Regions from separate parts of the Mus musculus genome. Here region 1 is linked to region 2. A link is a contact called in public Micro-C data. All regions are on one chromosome and are shown on one strand. Each heading gives the region's core, a stretch centred on a gene start, on an enhancer-like site or on the middle of the called end of the contact. The rest is flanking DNA. Distances are from core to core; before and after follow the strand shown.

What was found. A called contact is a pair of places that touch in the nucleus more often than the background predicts.
Region 1: a Micro-C map of muscle stem cells shows a contact between it and region 2, with 2.2 times the contacts expected there. The contact joins two enhancer-like sites. A contact is called at or near these places in 1 of 15 datasets of contacts at CTCF or cohesin (the NIH/3T3 cell line) and 4 of 484 Hi-C or Micro-C datasets (adipose-derived mesenchymal stem cells, muscle stem cells, myocytes and 1 more).

What each region holds. Positions count from the first base shown.
Region 1 is chr14:77,481,716-77,487,617 of GRCm38.p6, forward strand. All of the region lies in intron 5 of Enox1 (ecto-NOX disulfide-thiol exchanger 1), which reads left to right. It overlaps Gm6994 (predicted gene 6994), which reads right to left. Exons shown (of 6, transcript NR_033141.1): 4 at 4,291-4,364. Among named protein-coding and RNA genes, the nearest start is that of Gm6994, 22 kb to the right of the region's middle. Within about 2 kb of position 3,581, at least 59 of the 459 cell types and tissues checked have an H3K27ac peak or open chromatin away from gene starts, as enhancers often do. A contact at or near this core is called in the NIH/3T3 cell line and muscle stem cells, where this site is marked.
Region 2 is chr14:77,349,514-77,355,406 of GRCm38.p6, forward strand. All of the region lies in intron 3 of Enox1 (ecto-NOX disulfide-thiol exchanger 1), which reads left to right. Among named protein-coding and RNA genes, the nearest start is that of Gm41217, 19 kb to the right of the region's middle. Within about 2 kb of position 2,633, at least 55 of the 459 cell types and tissues checked have an H3K27ac peak or open chromatin away from gene starts, as enhancers often do. A contact at or near this core is called in the NIH/3T3 cell line and muscle stem cells, where this site is marked.

The DNA of each region.
Region 1 (5,902 bases), core at 2,331-4,830, 130 kb after region 2:
GGGATTGACATCATAATAGTTTCAACCAAAAATGATCCTGTTTCCCCTTTGTTCCTCCTCTCAAAATGTGTGTGTATGTATGTATGTGTGTATGCATATATGTGTGTGAGTATGTGTGTGAGTGTGTGTATGTGAGTGTGTGTGTGTCATCCACGCATGTGCACTTGCGTGTATGCCTTAGATGTATAGATAGATATCCACAGAGGCTAGAAGAAACCTACCTCCTGAAGCTGGAGTTGCATGTAGTTTGAACCTCCTGGTGGGATTGCTGGGAACCAAACTCTAGCCCTCTGGGAAAGCAGAAAGTGCTCTTAACCAGTGAACCGTGTCTCCAGCCCTCAAACTATTTTTTAAAACATCTTATCTACCCATACTGCCTGCAATGTTCATTTCTGGATTTTGGAGCAACAACCCTACTGGACTTAGTTGTGCCTCACCTAAGTTGTTCCTCTGAGGACTCTGTCCACATCCCTATTTACTATCCCCTCCCTCCTCCATCCCCTCCCCACCGGCATCATTTCTGTCCACCAAGCATGCTTTTGGGGTCAGAATGCTACAGAGCAGCTCCTGTAAGGCAGTGACTTGTGTCTGGAATAACTCATTCTCTTGTCTTCTGTATATGGTTACTTTGTTCTGTAATTAAATGTTTATTTTCCATCCTCTCCTAAACTTAGTGGAGCTGGTTTGTGTTGCCATCACACGTGCTGCTCTGAACTTCCCAAACACATTTCATTAGGCTGTGCTTCGGGTCTGATTAGGAGCAACGCTGTCTGTCTTCTCTGTCGGGAACTCGAGCTTACACAGTACCTTTCCTCTAGGAGCCCTGTCACCCTCGTGTCATTGATGGGTTTTGCAGTTAGTCAATACAAAGTCTAGTAATATACTTTCTTTCCTGTCACCAAGGATCATATACACACCCCCGCCATTGCTGTCCCGATTTAATGAGAGTGCTATAAATCTGTCCCCCGTGACTTTATTTAAAGCTCTCTTAAAATATACCACAATATTTTGTGTATTGTTTTGGTCTCTTGGTTAATGAATTCTGAGATTCCTTCTCATGCTATAAAAGCTTGCTTTATTTTCCTTCTACAGTGATATTCTTTCCGCCATGAACAGTAAGCCCTAGGTTTAGCATTTCATGAGCTGGTAAGAGCGTGTTTATGTTGCCAAGACTCCCCTTATCTTTCTGAGCCATCTTCTCTAAAGAGGTTTACTTCAGTTTTCTGGTTGATAAACCACCATTTTTATATAAGAAAACATTGTATTTAGCATGCATGGATTAAAATCCCTTGACATTTTTCTGAAAGTAAAATTTTGAAGAGGAAAACAAGATTTTAAAGAATAAAAGTACCATTGTCGTTAGATACACGCAGTGAAAGTGGTCTCTGAGTAAACTTGCTAAAGGAAAATCCTCTCCCCGCCTCCACTGTGCCCCACCTCCACGGTGCCCCGCCTCCACGGTGCTCCGCCTCCACGGTGCCCCGCCTCCACGGTGCCCCACCTCCACGGTGCCCCACCTCCACGGTGCCCCGCCTCCACTGTGCCCCACCTCCACGGTGCCCCGCCTCCACTGTGCTCCGCCAGCTTCACACAGCCTGGTCCTGGTCCCTGGTCCCTGCCAGAGCTCCAGCCCACTTCCTCTGTCTCTTCCCACTAAGGACTCTTGCATCCTTTCAGAATTTGCCAGATTTTCCTGCTCTTGGCATCTTCCTTGTGCCACACATGAAAATAATGTTGTCCTCTCTCAGCCATGCACTTCTACAACAGATGCTTATCTTTCATATCAGGTATCTTAAGACCCATGACCAACCGCCTGTATTTTAAGACCCATTATTCTGTGCATGGAAGTAAAGGCTGACGAGTATGCAGGATTTAATTTCTTAATGACCGTTTTTTTTTTTTTTTAATCTGACAAAAGCCCTATAAGTGCCAACACCATGACTATTTTATGTCTTTTTTTTAATAGGATAAAATATACAGGAAGTTAATTTAGTTTAGTTTCTAATGAATTGGAAAACATTACCCTCCTATACTTTCAAGGTCTTGGTTTTAAAAAGAACTTAAAGTTGGTTGCTATGGGGGCATAAAGGACAATCGTCACAGGATATCACCAAAGAAGATGGCTTTTCACAGCCTCCTTTCTCAGTGGGCCTGGAAAGTGTGTGTGTTTGGGGGAAGGGAGGGGAGGCTATGCATATTGTGCTACAAAACAGGAGCCCAGATCACCAGCCCCTAAGCTGCCAATACCCACATGTCACTGTAATGCAGAGCGCTGGTGAAGTGGGTGCCCATCAAAGCCGCCAGGGACACCTGGGTTCTACTCTGCTCTACATTATAGACTTTTGGCCAGAACAGCACCCTCTGTTCCATCAGTTTCACATATTCAAATGAACATGAAGGAAAGCAACCAATGTTCTCTGGTAAGACAACACCATCCCCACCCACCAACCTGGTAGGGATTATGCTAAGTGCTTCTTGCCTCTTTATGCTTTGAGAACCAGCTGAAGGACCCAAATACAGAGATCCTTCCCACCCCAGGCTACCATGAATACAAAATGGGACATATAAGGAACACAGAACACTGGTTGTCAGAATGCCACTGTTCAATTCCATTAGTGGATACAAGTTTAATAATTTTACTACAGCTGTGTGGTCAAGAGATATGTTTACTTATTTATTTCTACATGTGCCTTTAAAGTACTCATTTTTTGTCTCATTGTATACAAATGGTGAAGTCCTTCTTTTAAAATATATTTCTTTCTGTCATATACTAGGTTGAACTATATGAAAGCGCTAATATTTGGCTAGCTTTTAAATCCACAGAAACAGCAATTTCACATGGCTCAGAGCAAATTTAACTATTAAAAATTAAAATAATGGTTTTCTGTTCCCTGTTAAATCCCACACCTTAGGGAATGCTGAAGTTAGAGAGGCAAGAATTGATCATGTAAGGTGCCTCAGAGAAGGTGGGCCTTGATGTGAGTCAGAAAGGAGGGAGGCGTGGAGAAGTAGTGGGTACACACAAGGCAGCAAATGTGAATACCAGCAGCCTGAAGGGAAGCTGTAGGGCCATGGCGAGCACTCCTGTCCCCTTTGATAAAAATTCTCAAATTCTGTATTAATTTCTGAAAAGCATGCTTCCACAGCCTGTAAGCAGTTTCAAAACCTCTCTCATGGCAGCTGAAAAATTATTCTTGCACCGTTACTATTGCCTTGAGTGGGCGCTAGTATTTCTATTACAGAATATGTGGTTGTTACAGAATGGCCATCCTGGCAGTGGTTCTGTAGCCTGAGTCAGCAGGCGTGCATCCAACTTCATGAAGACAGCTGCCTGGGCTGTCAAGTCCCTATGAAGGGTCCAGTGCCAAGGTTAGCAGCTGATAGGCTGAGACTCCCTCCAGTGCCTTCTGGAAGCTGCCCGGACCATTCCTGTGGACATCTTCTTGTCTCTCTGGCCAAATCCTGCTTTACTAAGACTTCAGCCTCCGGCTCTTGTCCTTACCGGTTACCCCTAATGGGTAACCACCCAGCACATTCCTCAGAGCTGACTTATGAGAGTCTACCAAAGGTCATTTTCCCAGCTTGGGTTTGTAGAACTGCCGTGCCCCCATCAGGCCTGGCGTAGCCCAGCTGGAGGTGTGTTCCAACAGAGAACAGAGCGGCATCTGGCCAGTGGGCCATGGAACAACATGAACCATGGCTTTGGAATGAACGAAAGGGGAACAACTATTTTCTACTGTGTCGAAAACTCCGCTGACTGCTCCGAGGCAGGGAGCTGTGCCATGTAAGCTATAACTGAGGAAAGTGGGGGCAGGATTTCTTATCTCCTTCTATTTTTTTTTAAAAAGAATGCATAAGTACAGGTATGATTTTATTTACTTACTTTCCTTTTGAAAGATCTTATTTTTCTAGACCACTTCTAAGTTCTTAGTGATACTGAACAGAAGGTAGGGAAATGTCCCCTGCACTCCTGTACTCAGATAGGCACTGACACGCCTACCCCCACCCCGCACCATTACTAATACTCCCAGCAAAGTCGTACATTGCCTACAATTGACAAATCTACATGGCTGCATCATTCAAACTCCATAACGTGTTTGTTGTATGAGATTAATTATCTCTAATGGCAGAATAAAAGAATCATGACTAGTCCCTTGAATTAATGATACCCTTTTTAAAAAGTCAACAATAATAACCACACACACACATGAAAAAATAAAACAACAACAACAACAACACAGATCCTAAGCTAATCTCAGGGCTGAGTGAGATAGAGGCTAAAGTACTTACAAATCTTTTAAATGTCAGCATCATCTTATTTCTTCTGGATGCAGCAAGCTGTAACTTCTGGTGATTACATTTTCCTTCAAGATATAGAGAATTATATTTATTTAAGTGAATCGCCCGATATGTTTATATATTTGCATTTCTGAATTTAGTTTTTCCTTATTAATATATTGTAATCATGTAGGAATAGGAAGGGCAGACGATATGGAGCCTGACTCCTGAAGATGGTTAGCTACTCATGGGTCCCCAAATGAGGGGGCATATCATGCCATGGCAGAGCGAGGGGTGGGATGCACTCTATCATTCTCAGGAGAGGAACGCTAGGCAAGGACCCTTATTGTGCTTTCCCAGGAAAGAAGACAGGTGTAGGCTTGGCTAGGCCAGATAATTTAAACAGATTTAGGGGTGAGGAACCATCTGCAATTACCTGCCATGCCTCATCTAGCTCCGGCATAGTGGGGGCAGAACTGTGACCTAGCGCAGGAGAAACCCAGAGCCAAAAGCATTTGGGAGATGGTGGGATCCTGGTCTGTGGGTTCTCATCTGTAGAGTGGCTCCCAAGTGACCCTATGATGTCTGGAGAAACCGGCTACCCCCAGGAGAACTAGTTTCCTCCAGGGTCCTTAAGGCCACAGACATCATCATCATCAAAAGTACAGAAAGTAGAGATATAAGAAATGCAGTGTGCACGCATATATGCATATGCAGTCACAGTCATAATGACTATTCAGTGAATTTGAGTGTGTGGGAGAGGCAGGATTTATGTATATACTATTAGGCACTGTTTTGGCTTGTGGCAATTCAGCAGAAAGAAACATTTTTAAATGATTAAAAATAAGTCTATCCCTGTGGAAGGCTAATTTATCAAGGGAATCTCCATGTGATATAAATTCAGATCCCAAGAAATCTATAGAGAAAACTAAGGCTTATAGAAAGAAGCTAACCAGGGTTGCAGTTATAGTTAGAGGCCAGTGAAGGGCCAAGAACGAGGACTTGGGTGGGGTCAGCAGAACTGGGCTAAGGGGAGGGAGAGGGCTGGCATGCAGGGACCTCGGGGGCACCAAATGCAGCATCACCAAGCCAAGATCATGCCTGGCAGTCTCACAGGAGATTAACAGTCCCCGTGCTTCCTGAGAGGAAACAAGTCTCAGAGCCTGGGCTTGCAGAAGATACTGGCAGCCAGACACTGAAGGGCCTTGGAGACCAGGTAAACATGGTAGGAAGCTGCCTGGATATGTGACTGTAGTCCACACTGAAGCCATCTGAGCATGAGAGTTTAGCTCCAGCCTCAAAATGCAAATTAAGTCGCCATTGCTTCTGTCCTCTGTCTCCTGCTCTCAGCTATCAAACTATCTGATAGTCGTTTGAGATGCCTAGGTTTACAAATGGCAAAGTTTAAGATCTGCTTTCCCAGAGGTCTACATTTACAGGTTATTTTTATAGTTTCAAACAAATCAGACAAATAAAACCTCCCCCCTGCCACGCGAAAGGACAGCTTTGGGTCATGACTGGAGTCACATTCTGTACCACTGAGTGCTTTGGCGTCTATGGGGCATTTAAGTAAAATGGAAAACAATTTTAAAAACTGCCACACTTCTGGTAAATGTGGAGGGGG
Region 2 (5,893 bases), core at 1,383-3,882:
TCCTGAGTGAGCCTTAGTCTCCTTCAGGGCATCTTCAAGGTGATTCTTTCTCAGTGACACTTAAGATTTAAAGACAGGTGATTCACTCCATTCCCAATATATTTTTCAATCACAGCCATTTTAATGGTTAGCTGTGTGTGAGCTTCAGTGCAATTAGCAGTTTTGAACAATCAGCTCTTACAAGATGTCTGCTCTCTTCCAGGAATCCTCTTCCCAGCTGCTTCCCTGGCTGCTCTCCTTGCCCCAGCCCCCACCTCTCACCACGTTGACCGAGCCCTTCTACCCTTCCTCCTCTTATATTGTCTATGTTCTTAGTCTCATTCTGATCTTATGCCCCACAATGAAGAAATTCCCACAAGGGAAGGAATCAAACCATACATCTCTGTAATAAATCCATTTCCATCCCTGTCACATTTTCCCATGGCCCCTAGATTCTAGGATGGTAAGAGGCGCATGTAGAGTAATTTTTGGTGTCACCCCACAGATGCCAATCTAAACAGCCCAGTCCTCCTCACCCTGTCTCTCTGCCCCAAATCCAGTCTGTGTGAGTGTTCACACAGCTCTTCTTGTCAGAAGGACACACGTTGATGCGTATATTGGTCTCTCTGCAGATCCCTCAGGCTTGATGGGTGTTTGGAGAACACAATGCTCTGGTTAGGTTCAACAAGGCAAACGGAAACTCATGCTTCAATCAGCTGTGGGAGTTTCAGAATTCCGAATGTTCTTCCGTCTCTCATAATTTCAGTTTATAGTGAATTGCAGGAAGTGTGGTGTGCACATGAAGTCATTCCCATTACCACCCTCTAGGCATTGATTTTAGAGGAACGAGAGTGTCACACACTGGGGGTCAGTTAACTGAGTGTGTGTTGTGAAGGCTCAGGTTGGAAGCGATCATCCCATGTGTGGATCCTGCTGACAGCGATGCACTTTCACTAATTGGATGTGGGAAGCTGTTTGGCACTTCACTTTCCTGAGTGTCACTTTCATAACCTCTCACAACCCCTGCCCACCTACAGAGTCTGTCACATGGCCTCTCCCCCCCCCTGCCCACCCCCCTCCTCACCAGTTTGACACAAGTCTTATTACTTTCTAAATAGCACTTAGTCTGTCATATGGAGCATTAGCCTTGAAGATTTGCAGCCCATGTTGTAATTTTTTGAGGATGAAAATTGGTTAAATGACAGGAGAAATATGGTAGTTCACAAAGAAAATTCTTTGCGAGTTTCATTTTCTGTTCTAATCATTCATACCCTTGTCAGTAACCTCATTAGGTCAAGGGCTCTGAGGCATTTTGTACAAAATGGGTGTGTGTTCCAGTGACTGTGGCACACACCTTTAGAATCTGAGCAGTGACTTTCCTTTCTGTTTGGGAGAATAGTCATTTTCAAATGTTTCTAATTTTTAACTTGGAACATTAATATCGCACACAGAGGTTTGCCTCAGGAGCCCATTGAAGCTAGATGTTCCAGTTCCTCTCACATTTACCCCAAGTCTGAAAACTCCACACACTTGAGCCAGCAGCGTCTAAGGTCAGACAGATGAGGTCGAGAGTTGTTGGATGTTACTCTTTTACTACTTTTATTTGGCTGATAGTTCCCAGACATCTGAGGCAATGTGCCTGTGCCACGGATTTGAATATTAAAGGATTCCTTCCTTCCTGGAATAATAATGAGAAGAACAGCCAAGTTCATGTTGATTGTGGAGGCAGGGAGAAACCTCCCTATCTCTCTGGGCATGTCTGGGTAACAGCCTTGTGGCGCCATGCTGCCAGCTCACATCTGGAGGAGCTGGTCAGCACGAAACAGACGCTGATGGGAACTGGGTCATCAGAGCAGCCAGGCATGCACAGGACTCTCTTCTTGCGGTGACAGACATCACACTTCCTTCATGCTAATTTTGACAGTGACACCTTGCTCTGAAACATGAAGACATTCGTTACCGTGAGGTTCGGAATCAAGAGGTAAAAGTCAAACTAGTTCCAAGGATTTATAAAATGTCACCTCCTCGTTCCCATAATCCTCCTGCTATTAAGGTGTGGAGTCAAGAAAGGGGACTCTGAAAGGAGTTGTGAGTTCTCACATAGGCATTGTTGAGACTTCTTGGTTGTAGATGCCAGAAAGGGTGCTTATTTCATAGGGACCATTCATCCTCTGAAAGAAGTCACTCTTGTAAGAGAAATGGACAGCAGGAGGACATGGAACAGTGACATTCAATGAGTCCTTGTCACCAACAGTCATTAGCATGCAAGCTGGCTGTTAGTTTTCTGTGTTTTATGTTATAGTCTTGACCAAGGGGGAACTCCTAGAACAAAAGAAGCAGTTAATATCACAGGAATTATTTCTTTCTGGAATGCTTTGTATTTTTAGCACCAATGAGATCCTTCTCCATCCCAGTGTGCCTCTAAAAATTTAAAGAGAATCAAAGAATGCATAATTTATATCTGTCCCAGAGGCAACAGAGTGACTCACTGGTGTCCATGAAGGAATGACTTTAAATTTCATGTCTTATGCAAGAGGTGATTTTTATGTGAAAACTGCAAGAACTGGCCTCAGGGATCTCTAGGTAATTATCCCTCTAGCAGCAGAGAGAGGTTCCAGTGGGATTATTGCTGAGAGCAGTGGTAGATCAGCTATGCCCTGGTGAATCATGGTGAATCATGGTTGCCACAACGGAACACATAGCAACCGTTACCCTGCACAGAGCACACCTCACTTTAACCCCAAAGAGCTCCACTGTGGCTTGTGTGTCTCAAAGCACAGCTGAGTCTAGATTTCCTGTGGAAGAATTCAGGGCTTGCTTATCACAACAGTCCCTCAAACTTGTTTCCTTCACTTTGCTCCCCAGGGCATTCTGATGATGGAGCCAGTGAATCCATTAGTCCTTGACTCCCCTCTGCTGCTTGCATTGTGCCAGAGGCTCCTTACCCAAACGCCAGGCATATGGAATGCTGGATTTGGAAAGGCCTTGGTAGCTTCTAAGAGGAGAGATGTCAAAATTATATTCTTCCATCCTCAGCTTTGTAAAAATCCACGTCTTATTCTTTGAGCCAATCTAGTTTTTGCATTTCATGGCGATTGTTTTGTTCTCTGAGAAAATCCCAATGCCAAGGAACAAAATTGTACAGCCTACCTAGTAAGGGAAGGGACTTCTCTAAGCAGCAAAAGGCTAGAAGACCTGGGAAGACCTATATTTGAGCTTGATTTCCCTATTGCCTCTTGTTTATCAATGTACACTATATATATATATATATATATATATAAATGTACTTTAGATTCCAGATGGCAATCTTTATTTTTCATCAGACAATTGTCATGATAAGCCCATGGTCTCTTAATATGTGAAAAGCTTTCTGGATATCAGAGTGCCCTATCCCCTTGTGTCCTTTGTTCTTTTTGTCTCTGGGATGAGTCTAGTTCCTGGCCCCTCCCACAACAATATGTAAATATGTAGAAAGCAAACATGGGTTAAGAGATTTGCCATTGTGACCCCTTCATCTCTCAAACAAGGACTGGAGGCCTTGGGTCCCTTTTCTCTTATTTGTATAACAAGCTCTACCAAAACTGATTTTAAGCAATAACCATTCCACACAGCTTCTCCCACGAGTTCAGATGTCGCTAAGCAAAAGCAAGAGACAGACAAATTCTATTTGTATCCATGATGATATTTGTTACCAATACGGCTGAAGTGGAGAATGTGGCACACATGTACACTGCAGCCACTCAGAAGCAGAAGACGCCTCAGCCATCCACCAAGCTGAGCTGCTTAGCCCCAGGCCTGTATCTGGGCAGCTTGTGCAAGGTGGAAGCGAACAGTGGGTCATCGATTCTGTGCAACTGAGGAGCTTGTGGGAGAATAAATCACTATTTCTCAAGGAGAAATGGAAGCAGAGGCTATAGGCTTTACAGAGACTACTTTGCCTCTCTTCTCTGGAACTAGGAGGAATGGGGGAAAAGATATCCTATCAGTACCATCAAGGGTAGTGGAACCACCTCCTGGTTCTTGTAGGAAGCACAGAATCTACCTGCCTTTGCTTATTTGCGAATGCATCTTTCCCCATTACTCATTTTTCTTCCCATCCCCTGCCCATCTTGGCAGGCACAGAAGGCTTCTTCCATAGCCAGTCTCTAGGCTGAATCTGGATGACACCCAGCCCTTTGCCCTGACTGGAGCTGCTTTACCCGGTCCTTTGCCAGCACAGATACAGCTGTGAGTCAGGACCTGCTCTCCCCTGAACACTCTTTCCCATAAAGTCTACAGTGTTCCCATGTCTGTTTAGTTTTTGATCCTTGTGACCATCATGAGACCCTAACCTGATTGATGCTCATTTTTATTCTAAATTCCCCTTGCCTTTGGTACAGGCTTCTAGGCTGTTCTCTATCATTCCCCTCTGTCATTCTCCTCATAGTTTCTTCAGGGCTCCTCAAATTGTTAGACCAAATGTCAGGTAAGCTGTGGGGTTCTTGTCTTTCATTGCATCCCCTTTCAACAACTGGCTTTAAACCCTGCCTGTGTATGGATGGACACCCTCCCCACCCCCCGCCAACGTCTATCTTCAGTTTGAAGGCCTATATTCAGCTCTTGTTTGAGGTTTCCAATTTTATGTTTTCTTCTGTGGCATAGCTAACTGGGAGTTTTAAATGTAAATGTTTTCAAGTGAAACAAATTATATTTTACGTTATAATCCTTTCCTATTTTTTCATTTCCTTTCTTGGTTAAATTCATCAATATTCCATTTGCTTCCTAAATAGAAAGTCTTGAAGACATCCTCAGTTATTTTTAGTGTCTTGAACAATGTTCGATATTAAAGAAGCAGACACCTAGAAGGGGCGCCATGAGGCTCAGGAGTTCAAGATTATCATCAGCTGTGTGTCAAGTTCAGTGCTATCTTAGGCTGCACATCGAATCAATCAACCAATAAATAAAGTAGTCAGAAAGGAAAGGAAGAGCAGAGAACACTGAGACAATGCTAAGTATTTTGCTCATGACGTTTATAGACATTAGTTTGAACTGATTTTAAAAGCATATACTTATATGTGACTATCGAGCTAATTATGGGTGAGACATAGACTACTTGAATGAGTCAGGGTTCTCTAGAGTCACAGAATTTATGGGTTGTCTCTCTATATTAAGAGAATTTATTGTAATGACTTACAGTCTGTAGTCCAACTAACCCAATGATGGGCAACTGTGAATTGGAAATCCAAGAATCTAGTAGTTGCTCTGCCCCACGAGGCTACTTGTTTCACCTGGTCTTCTGTCTAAGCTGGAATCCTGAAGAAGTAGGTTCCAACAGATGTGCTGGCAAGTAAGTGCAAGCAGGTGAAGAAGAGTGAGTCTTCCTTCTTCCAATGTCCCTATGTAAGCTTCTAGCAGAAGTCATGGCCCAGATTAAAGGAGTTCCCACCATGCCTGGATCTGGAACTTGCTCTGTTCCAGGCTGGCCTTGAACTCAGAGTTCTATTTGTCTCAGTCTCTTGGGATTAAAGGCACAGACTACCTCACCTAGGCCTAAGATGTTTTCATGGCCACTAAACCTCAAGATCTCCATGTCCAGATCCAGGTCAGAAGTCTGTATCTTCTAGCCTCAAGATCTAGATCAAAGGTGTTCCCTGCATTTCTGAATTGTAGTTTATTCCAGATGTAGTCAAACTGACAATATTATATTTTATAAGTAAGGCTGCTATGAACATAATGGAACATGAGTACTTGTTATATGTTGGAGTATCATTTGGGTATATGCCTAGGAGTGGTATAGCTGGGTCTTCAGTAGAACTAGTCCCAATTTCCAAAGTGGTTGTACCAGCTTGCAATCCCACCAGAAATGGAGTATTTTTTCTCCACATCCTCACCAGCATCTGCTGTTCCCTGAGTTTTTTATCTTAGCCATTCTGTT